Regions from separate parts of the Mus musculus genome. Here regions 1 and 3 are each linked to region 2. A link is a contact called in public Hi-C and HiCAR-type data. All regions are on one chromosome and are shown on one strand. Each heading gives the region's core, a stretch centred on a gene start, on an enhancer-like site or on the middle of the called end of the contact. The rest is flanking DNA. Distances are from core to core; before and after follow the strand shown. Region 1 overlaps Dach1 (dachshund family transcription factor 1). Region 2 holds the start of Dach1 (dachshund family transcription factor 1). Region 3 has its middle 190 kb from the start of Gm25831.

The links. Hi-C and Micro-C count contacts between places; a contact is called where the count stands out from the background. HiCAR-type assays count read pairs that join an accessible place to other places.
Region 1: a Hi-C map of cerebellum shows a contact between it and region 2, with 1.9 times the contacts expected there. The contact joins the enhancer-like site here to the promoter of Dach1 in region 2. A contact is called at or near these places in 5 of 39 promoter capture datasets (the HPC-7 cell line, hippocampal neurons, liver and 1 more), 5 of 484 Hi-C or Micro-C datasets (the AML12 cell line, the G1E-ER4 cell line, cerebellar granule neurons and 2 more), 14 of 115 datasets of contacts at active chromatin or transcription factors (bone marrow-derived macrophages, cardiomyocytes, craniofacial prominence and 9 more) and 2 of 9 other capture datasets (adipose tissue and pancreatic islet).
Region 3: a contact with region 2 is called in a HiCAR-type map of kidney, with 2.6 times the contacts expected there. The contact joins the enhancer-like site here to the promoter of Dach1 in region 2. A contact is called at or near these places in 6 of 39 promoter capture datasets (the C10 cell line, the HPC-7 cell line, cranial neural crest and 2 more), 1 of 484 Hi-C or Micro-C datasets (embryonic stem cells) and 8 of 115 datasets of contacts at active chromatin or transcription factors (bone marrow-derived dendritic cells, bone marrow-derived macrophages, craniofacial prominence and 4 more).

The regions. Positions count from the first base shown.
Region 1 is chr14:97,812,348-97,815,047 of GRCm38.p6, forward strand. All of the region lies in intron 11 of Dach1 (dachshund family transcription factor 1), which reads right to left. Among named protein-coding and RNA genes, the nearest start is that of Gm25831, 150 kb to the right of the region's middle. Within about 2 kb of position 1,379, at least 5 of the 459 cell types and tissues checked have an H3K27ac peak or open chromatin away from gene starts, as enhancers often do. A contact at or near this core is called in cerebellum, where this site is marked.
Region 2 is chr14:98,168,257-98,171,026 of GRCm38.p6, forward strand. It overlaps Dach1 (dachshund family transcription factor 1), which reads right to left and starts at 1,509. Exons shown (of 12, transcript NM_007826.3): 1 at 227-1,509. The coding sequence starts at 1,053. It overlaps Gm33583 (a long non-coding RNA gene), which reads left to right and starts at 1,648. Exons shown (of 2, transcript XR_003951195.1): 1 at 1,648-1,710.
Region 3 is chr14:97,773,061-97,776,069 of GRCm38.p6, forward strand. No RefSeq gene overlaps it. Among named protein-coding and RNA genes, the nearest start is that of Gm25831, 190 kb to the right of the region's middle. Within about 2 kb of position 1,516, at least 7 of the 459 cell types and tissues checked have an H3K27ac peak or open chromatin away from gene starts, as enhancers often do. A contact at or near this core is called in kidney, where this site is marked.

The sequences.
Region 1 (2,700 bases), core at 129-2,628, 360 kb before region 2:
TCACACTCTGTGGTGAAAGTTTTAAGTGCCCTGGAAAGTCTGGTGTGTACCATTTCCATCTGCCAGCTTAAACAGTGTCTTAAACAAAAGTCTGAGTGATGTGCAGAGGAAAATGCTGTGATTGGCGAGAAAATTTTCTTTTAAGAATTAACCTTTCTGAGATACGTGTAATTTTTTTCAAGAAGAAATAGGATTGAAAATACTATCACATTAAAATTGCATCTAGTTGTAATAACAGCCAACAGTAGTTTCCACATGGCTTTTACCAGCCACTTTCCTGTTCTCTGTTTATGTTAATTTGTCAGCTGAAGAGCTGGTCGAGCCATAAAGGGGTACATATACCTATCTTCTTAGATTTAGGGATGGAGGATCTGAAGAGCTAAAACGATCTACTTGCACAGTCAGCATTATGCCACGAATGAACAGAAACATGGGAATGTGAATCCAGGAGTTCTGGATTTAAAGTCCCTACGGATGTGTGTATGCAGACTATGTGCACATCACACCGGGGCTTACACTCAGAAAAACTGAATAGATGCGTTGACATCTTGATGGTGTAAGAATATCAGCAGAGGAGTTAAAGTGAAATCCCAAAGTCACAATGTGAATGACACTAGAGTTTCCTAAAAGTTCACTGCGACTTTCCTGGCACTAAACTGAATGATAACATTTTTAATTCTTTCGTATTCAGCTTAATAAACCATGTTAGTGTCAAATAAATTCGGTATTGGAATTTATTTTATAACTGATTTATTAATCATCCCTATACAAATGATTGGATTTTTCTTTACTATAAAGAAAACTAAGCCTTGTTTTGTTTTAGAAAACATTCTTGAGAAAATGTAAATTAGGACCGAGTGTCATGGGAGCGCCAAAGTCAGCTTAATTGATTTTATCACATTACTAAACTTTACATGAAAAGAATTATATATTTGCAATTTGAATGTTAATACTTATAAATTTATGCCACCATTATTATCTGGGCTACATGTAGCTACTCAGAGGCACTTCGTAAATTATGATCATATAAAAAGAAGGCCGTCGTACAGAAAGCAAGGCACATAAAAACAAACGGATCTCGGATTTTGAGTTTAGTGTTGAGCTCCTGATATACATTCATGTGCCTCAGTTTCTTCAAATATCAAAGGAGCTTTCCATAGAGATTAAAAAAAAAACAATAACAAAAAGGAAAAATGGAAAACGCTTGACATACCTTCAGCTCTGTTAGGAATGAACCTCTTTCTAACCTGTGAGATAGGGCTGCACCATAAAGAATGAACGCCGTGGACAGACCGTCTTTCCTCTAGCCTTATGTCTTGTTAGCTTCCGTGCTCCCTCCTCACGTCCTCTCGGTTCCCATGAATATATATGATTTGGCACCAGAGAGAGATTCTGGATTCCAAGCCTTCCAAGGCACGTCTCTTGGTTTTCGCTATGATCCCTCAGTTTGTGAGAGCAGAAACCCCTGCTGCCATTATTCAGTAGACAGATTTAGAACAGAGCCGAAGCTGAGCAGGTTCTGCCAGGAAATACTGTTGGCTTCGCGCTCATTACAGATATAAAAGTGAATTTTAATAGACTTGTTTCTTTGAACTAGCTAAAATATTTTTAGCCAGTAAACTTTATCCTGAACAATTGAACATACTGATTTTTTTTCCTTATCTGGACCCTTGTTGCCTGCTATCTCAGCCATAAAAATAACATAGCCATTGAAAGAAATAATCAGGCTTTATAATTTTCAGTTTTTCAAATGAAAAAAAAAAAGAAAAAAGCACTTTTCATTTCCCAAATGCTCTGCACCCTTCTAGAAAGCGTGATTGAACTTTCTTTTTTAAAGTGTAAGTACTGTTGTAGTGATACTGAATGCTAAATAATGTGTTTGTTTTTCAGCTGTTCTAAGTCCAAAGAGATTTTTTGAATACTTCAATTATAAAAACATTTAAAACATACAAACTTGTGCAATTTTTATTTTAATGAAGATGAGAAGTTCATTAAAGAAGATAAATATTTCATTAGATCTTAAATAAAACAAAGAGATTTTTTGGCTTCTCTCAGCACAAAATTCCTTTGAAAGATTAATTAATACATGCAAATTATGCAAATTAGACCCATGCAAATATTTTATGAAGACAATTAAGGGAACCATTAATTACTGCTTTTTTTGCTTCAGTGAGATTCATTCATTTAATTTTAATTTCACTTTAACTGTTTTGATGTATAATCTCGTGGCTAAGAACTTTATCTTTCCTGGCGGGTCACTTAAACTTATAAATTCCATCAAGTGAGCACACAGAAATCTGTAAAGGTATTCTTGAGACTATGTTTAGTATCAAGAGAAATTTTTGACACAATGCACTCCCACAAACAGGGAAACTGGAAGGGAATGTGAGCTCATTCTTGGACAAGGTTCAACTGCTGGAAAAGCAATTAATTTGCTTTGGCTGTGCTAATATAGGGGAATTAGAAAGTGTGACACAAGACAAATAGAAATAATTAGTTCTCCAAAATGATGTTCTCATTAATATGGTTCGAACAGTAGAAATAAAAAAAACATTATTGTGGCATGTCTGCATTCTGTCCCTGACCACGGGAGGTGGAATAAGGCACCATAAGCTTTTTATATTTATGGTGTAAATGATGATGTTTTAATTTTTTCCTAAGTGAGTGTCTGTATCAAAGGGTGTTATATGTCTCGAATGT
Region 2 (2,770 bases), core at 259-2,758:
CAGGAACACCCGGCCGGCACGGATCAGGCCGCGAGCAGTGCGAACTTGCCCAGGAGGTCGGGCGAAGGAGACTAGCCCCGGGGACCGACAGGAGAGGGCCGTGCTCGCCAGGGCGCGCAGCTCGCGGACGCGCTGAGCGGGCGGCGCCGGGAAGGGAGCAGGGGAAGGGCGAGGAGGAGGGTGGGAAAGGACCAGGGCGACAGAAGGTTTCCCCTCCGCTCTTTACCTGGCGTTGGTGCAGTCATTGTAGAGGGTCTCGAAGTCCTTCCTGGAGATGAGTTTGCAGCGGTTCACTCCGGGCTGGATGGCCCCCAGTCCCCTCAGGATGCGAACCTGTTCCACATTGCACACCACCGGCGTGATCTCCAACCGCTTCAGCTTGGTGTAGACGGTGTGCAAGCCCCCCACCAAGTGCTTCAGGAACAGGTCGAAAGCCTGGGGCAGGCAGATCAGCTCGCAGCCCTCCACCGTAAAGGAAGCCACTTTGGCCCCTCTCAGATCCACCATTTTGCACTCATTATTCTGGGGGGTGTTTTCCACTGGGGACGGGGTTGAGTACACGGGTTTCCCAGGGAGGGGGCCGCAGCTGCTGCTGCTACTGCTGCTGCTGCTGCTACTGCTGCTGCTGCTGCTACTGCTGCTGCTGCTGCTGCTACTGCTGCTGCTGCCGGTGCTCGCGGTGATGGGGGTGCTGGAGGCGCCGCCGCCGCCAGCGCTAACGCCGCCGCCGCTGCTCCCGGCCGCCAGGCTGGGGTTGCAGTTGCTCCCGCCGCCGCCTCCGTTGCCGCCGCTGCCACCGCCGCCTCCGCTGCCGCCGCCGCCGCCACCAGGAGAGGTGACTGTGGCCGCGGCTGAAGAAGAAGCAGAAGAGGCAATGGGCTCCGGCCGGAACAGAGTTGGCCCAGACGACGCCGGGGGTCCGATGGATGGAGCCGGAGACGAGGTCGCCGAGGAGGTGGAGGTGGTGGTGCCCGAGGAGGAAGCAGAAGTAGAGATCGGGGGTTGAGGGGGGACCAGCTGGGTCGGAGGGATCAAAGCCGCCGGCACTGCCATGGTCACATATAAGGGGAAACAGAAGGAGGAGAAGCGAGGGGGAAAAGTTGCCACACACCCCCCAAAGGGGAAGGGGGAGAAAGGGGGACAAGGATCGAGGTGGGGGGGGGGGCAGAGACAACAAGCACTCTAGGAAGGAACCTTAGTTGGAGAGAGGGAGAGAAGAGGAGAAAAAGGAGGTGAGGTTAAGAAAGAGCGAGCGCAGGAGGGGCGAGCGCGAGAGGCGCTCGAGAGAGAAACGCACAAAAGTGTCCCGCAAGTCGAAATGCGAGTCCTCTCTCGGGGCTGGGATCGCGGGCTGCTCTTGGGGGGGGAGAGGCGGGGGTGGGGCGGGGAGGGTCGGCTGGTGGTGTGTGGGTCCCGCTCTAGCACAAAGTTAAGGATGAAGGTGAAAAGGAGGAGGGTTGAGGGACTTGGGTTCTCCCTGGCAAGTACATTGATCAAAGATTGAGAGGGGAATGACAGAGAGAAAATGAGCTGAAAGTGCAGGCTGCCGGCTGGACGAGTTGTTGTTGTCACACGGTGCGGAGGGGAGGAGCTCCGGATACTTGAAATACCCTTTGAAGCCGCGAAAACCTCACTCACTAGTATTAACCCAAATTATCCAACCAGGAACTCGGAGCACAGACTCCAAGAGCGCGAGACCGAGGAAAGGGGGTGGGTAGAAAACGGGAGTGGGGGGGGAGGGTACGGAGGAAAAGGGTGGGAGGAAAGCCCTAGAAAAGCCGGGGCCCAAGAGTGGTGCTCAGAGAGAGGGAGAGAAAGCTGGTCATCTACTTCTCTCGCGCTGCTACCGTTACATCCCCTGCCACCTCCTCTGTGGCTTTGAAGGAGAAGACTCTTAGCTCCCACCCACCCACCCACCCCAAAAAGGTTCTGAGCAAACGCCTCATGACTGAAAGAGCGGCGGTGCCGCTGCCAGCTCACCTTCAAGGATTTAGGTTCACACACACACACACACACACACACACACACGCGCGCGCGGGGCATTTGTGCAAGCAGTTACAAAAGGAAACATCCCCAGCTCATGACTGTTGGGCAATTATTATTATTATTATTATTATTATTATTATTATTATTATTATTATTATTATTATTATAGGAAAATTCACATGTAAGCAGTGTGGACTATTTTGTGTATCTGACGGGTTTTTTTTCTATATCAAAAATGTTTATATAAAGATAAAGAAGAGTTTTCAAGCTGCGGGAAGAAAGTCACTTAAGAATAATGGGTGCTCCTGATCCTAGTAGACAGGGATACAGTGGATTAAAACAACTTCCCTTTCACCTCCAGAGATTGGTCAGGGATGACTTCTTTATCTAGAAATTTCTAAAGAGATCAGCTGTCCTTGAAGATTAGAAAGTAGAATACAAAAACACACTGATGTTTCTTACCCAAAACTCTAATTAATTCACCTGGTCTTGCACAGTAATCAACTCTCATTTCTCCTTCAGTACCCGAGGAGAGTCGAAAGTGTGTTATTTAAGTCACACAATAATTATTGGGTTCCTTTCATATTTGGAAAGTCCTGCTATGTTTTGGGAACTTCGTTTTTGCTTTCTCAGTGAGAATGTGTTTGTAAAGAATGAAATAGAAACTAAGCCTCCTGGTTGACTTGTAAACACAGAAGGCAGAAGGGAATAGTGGTTTGGGGCTGCATGAGGGGAGTAAGACACTCATTTTCTCCTCCTGTCTTCTCTAACTTGTTGCACAGCG
Region 3 (3,009 bases), core at 266-2,765, 400 kb before region 2:
CACTAGACAAAAACTGGAAACATTGAGCAGATTTAGAAAGCCCAGTATATTCTTATATCTGAGAAAGATAGGTGTTTCATCTACTCCCAGCCCAGTTCCTGCTCTGGAACACGTGACCATGACACCCCACATGAAGTTCAGTACAGCTAATCATACCCAGAGCACAGAGTTCTCCACGCTAATGAAGTATATAGATGGAATGGGCTTGAGGGTTAGCCTGTAAGCTTACCTTCCCAGACATCCCTTCCTGAAAAGATATTTAATCTCTGGCCCACCCTGAGTAAGTCCTATGTACCCTCTTTCCATGATGAACAATGAATAAACAGTTTGGACAAACAATGACCGCCTTTCTTAAGAATGGTTATGGGTGTAAACCTTCTTTATATGCACCTTAAGTCTCTTGGAGAAAGCTCCTCTGCCTTCTGGACACAGATACACAGACACTAACCCCTGAGCTAAGCCAGAGTTCCACCTCTCCCAAGCCCAGATCTCATTGCCCTCCAGTCAGGGAGTCTGAGAACCTCTGCCTCCTCCTCTTCAGTCTGGGCTGCTTCTCAATTGGGCTGGGGCCCTCATTTTAGGCTGCGTTCCAACCCCACCCCACCCCTGCACCCAGGTGATGGTGAGGATGTAGCGCCCTCTAGTTTTGTCTGCCTGATCAGCTGCCCGGTTGAAAGCAGAGCCACAAAGATTTTTCCCTTTGTGGGGGGACTTTGAGGCATCAAAAGCCTCTTGCCATCCCCACTGAAGTTTTTGCTTCCTGTTCATAAACTGTTATGTGAATTCTCAAATTACTCTCCAGTGTCATGCCTGCCTTCCTGTTGCCATGGTTATGATAGACCCCTATTCTTCTGAAATAGCAAGGTCCCAAAAAACCCATTCTTCTGTAAGTTGTCATGATAATGATGCTTTATCATAGCAATAAAAAAATTAATGAGATGAGTTCCTTGGGTTTTTTCCTTACCCATCCTTGAGACTGGGCAGAGCTCTACTGAACCTGCAAAGGGATTGAAACATTTTTCCAAGATTTCCCTGATTCTTCACCCAAAGCACCAGTGAGTTGGTGTGCCAATGGCAAAACAAAACTTTTCTAAATAGTATTCACAAAACTGGAGGAAAACACTGCAAGGAGCAGCCTCGGTCATTTTGGGGTTCTTGAGAGTGGGAGGATTGGATTAGTGAGAAATCAGAGCCTCTGAGGAAAAAATGCATGTGCCTCATTGCTGTCCTCAAGCTGTGCTCAGAGATAGCCAGAGATCCCCCACTCCCCAAGGTAGCCAGAGTTCCCCCACTCCCCAGCCCCAGGCTCATCACTGGCCAGTCCCCCCACTCCCCTGAGTTCACCTCAGTCTTGTATTCATTACACACTTCCTTTTTATACAATAATATGTAATCAAAAGACTTTTCATTATTTTCCTCAAGCCAATTATGTTTCCTGAAAAACCCCTTGTAACTATGTAACCAGAAAGCACAATGCTCACACATAGTCACACTTCAGTAGCTGCTAAAACTAGTTATACATTAACTTTCAACTCTCAGAAAAACCTCCAAACCACAGGCTGTCCCGGCATAAACTTGAGTGAGAACAGAAAGGTGCTAAACAGTTAGGATAATGTTCATATTTTTAACTTGTCTAAATGTGCAAAATCTCTTTACTAAGCTCATCCAAATATCTATTTGGACAAAGCTTTTCAAACTCTTTTCCATATGCAGTATTAATTTGTCTTGCAACTTTCCCCAGGGCTCCTTCACAAGCTTGAATTCTATCTCTTAGAACTTGAACCCTAATTTCCTTAGGCAGGCAATTCCAAGGGGTCAAATCAGTATGTTACAATCTTTCTAGGAAGGTCATTTCACTAATGCAACATCCCCCTCAAAGGATCTAATCTCTTCTACCCATCCTTTTATCTTGTTTATTGAACATATATCTTCTAATTTTCTCCAATAGTATTTCTGAATCAAACTTTCTCTTATTAGTGTTCTCCCCTTATGGATAGGGGTTCTCTCCATCATCCACTTATCTAATAGACCCAGCTAAAATAGTTCCTCTATCTTGTCTCCTGCATTTTCTATGAACATTCATTCCCTTTAGTGACCCAGGTCCAGAGTTCCTTTTCCTTGAGGTCTTCAAATCTCTTAATTACTAAAACTTTAGGGTTCTCACAAACATTTCCTGCTTCAAATATTTCCTGGTACAACTTAATCATCATGAGTTGGCTAAGATTTCCCAGAGAACAGTTAAGGCAGTCAGCCTCCACATCCAGAACCCCGTGTCCTGATATGCCTGGGGTGACCGCTTGAATGGCCAGAGGCAGAGCAGTTTGTTCCTAGTAGACATCAGAGCCATTTCCTTCTCTACTAATGCTCTCAATCCCTTTCCAAGAAATTTTTACCAGAGTTGTATTTGAGAACAAATATAGTATGCAGAACATCAAAACACACAAGATAGACATCATTTATATACGACAAGACATCATTTATATAGGAAAAAAACAGAGATGGTACCAGATGGGTAGTGATCCCTCAGCTGAATGTGTTATGGTACCACCTTTAAAATTGTGCTGTGCCTGATAAAACACTACAAAAAGACTACAAATGCATGTCCCAAGTCACCCTATTTGTTTTATTTCAGAAAAGTCTAGAGAGGCCAATGAGGGATTGGTCTTCTACCAAGTACTACTTTCCTCTGTACCATCAAACTCTCTTGTAGAAGCAGGAATCATGCTCTAATCCCACTGCAAACTACCATGAGTGAAACAGTTTTCTTTTCAACAGCTGGAAGAATCCAAGCTTCTGTCCTGAAATTCTGGGACAGGGAGGTAGGAATATGATTTATGGAAGCATGGTAAGACTAGTAACTGATTAAATTCAGAGCTCAACCAAGCCTTGTCAATGTGTCCCAATGGGAAATTGAGCCTCCTCCTGAATCAAATGGACAAATGGATGTTGTTGCAAGGCTCTTTTCTGCCCTGTGGCAGCAGGCAAACACAAACATTGCTGGTAGAATTG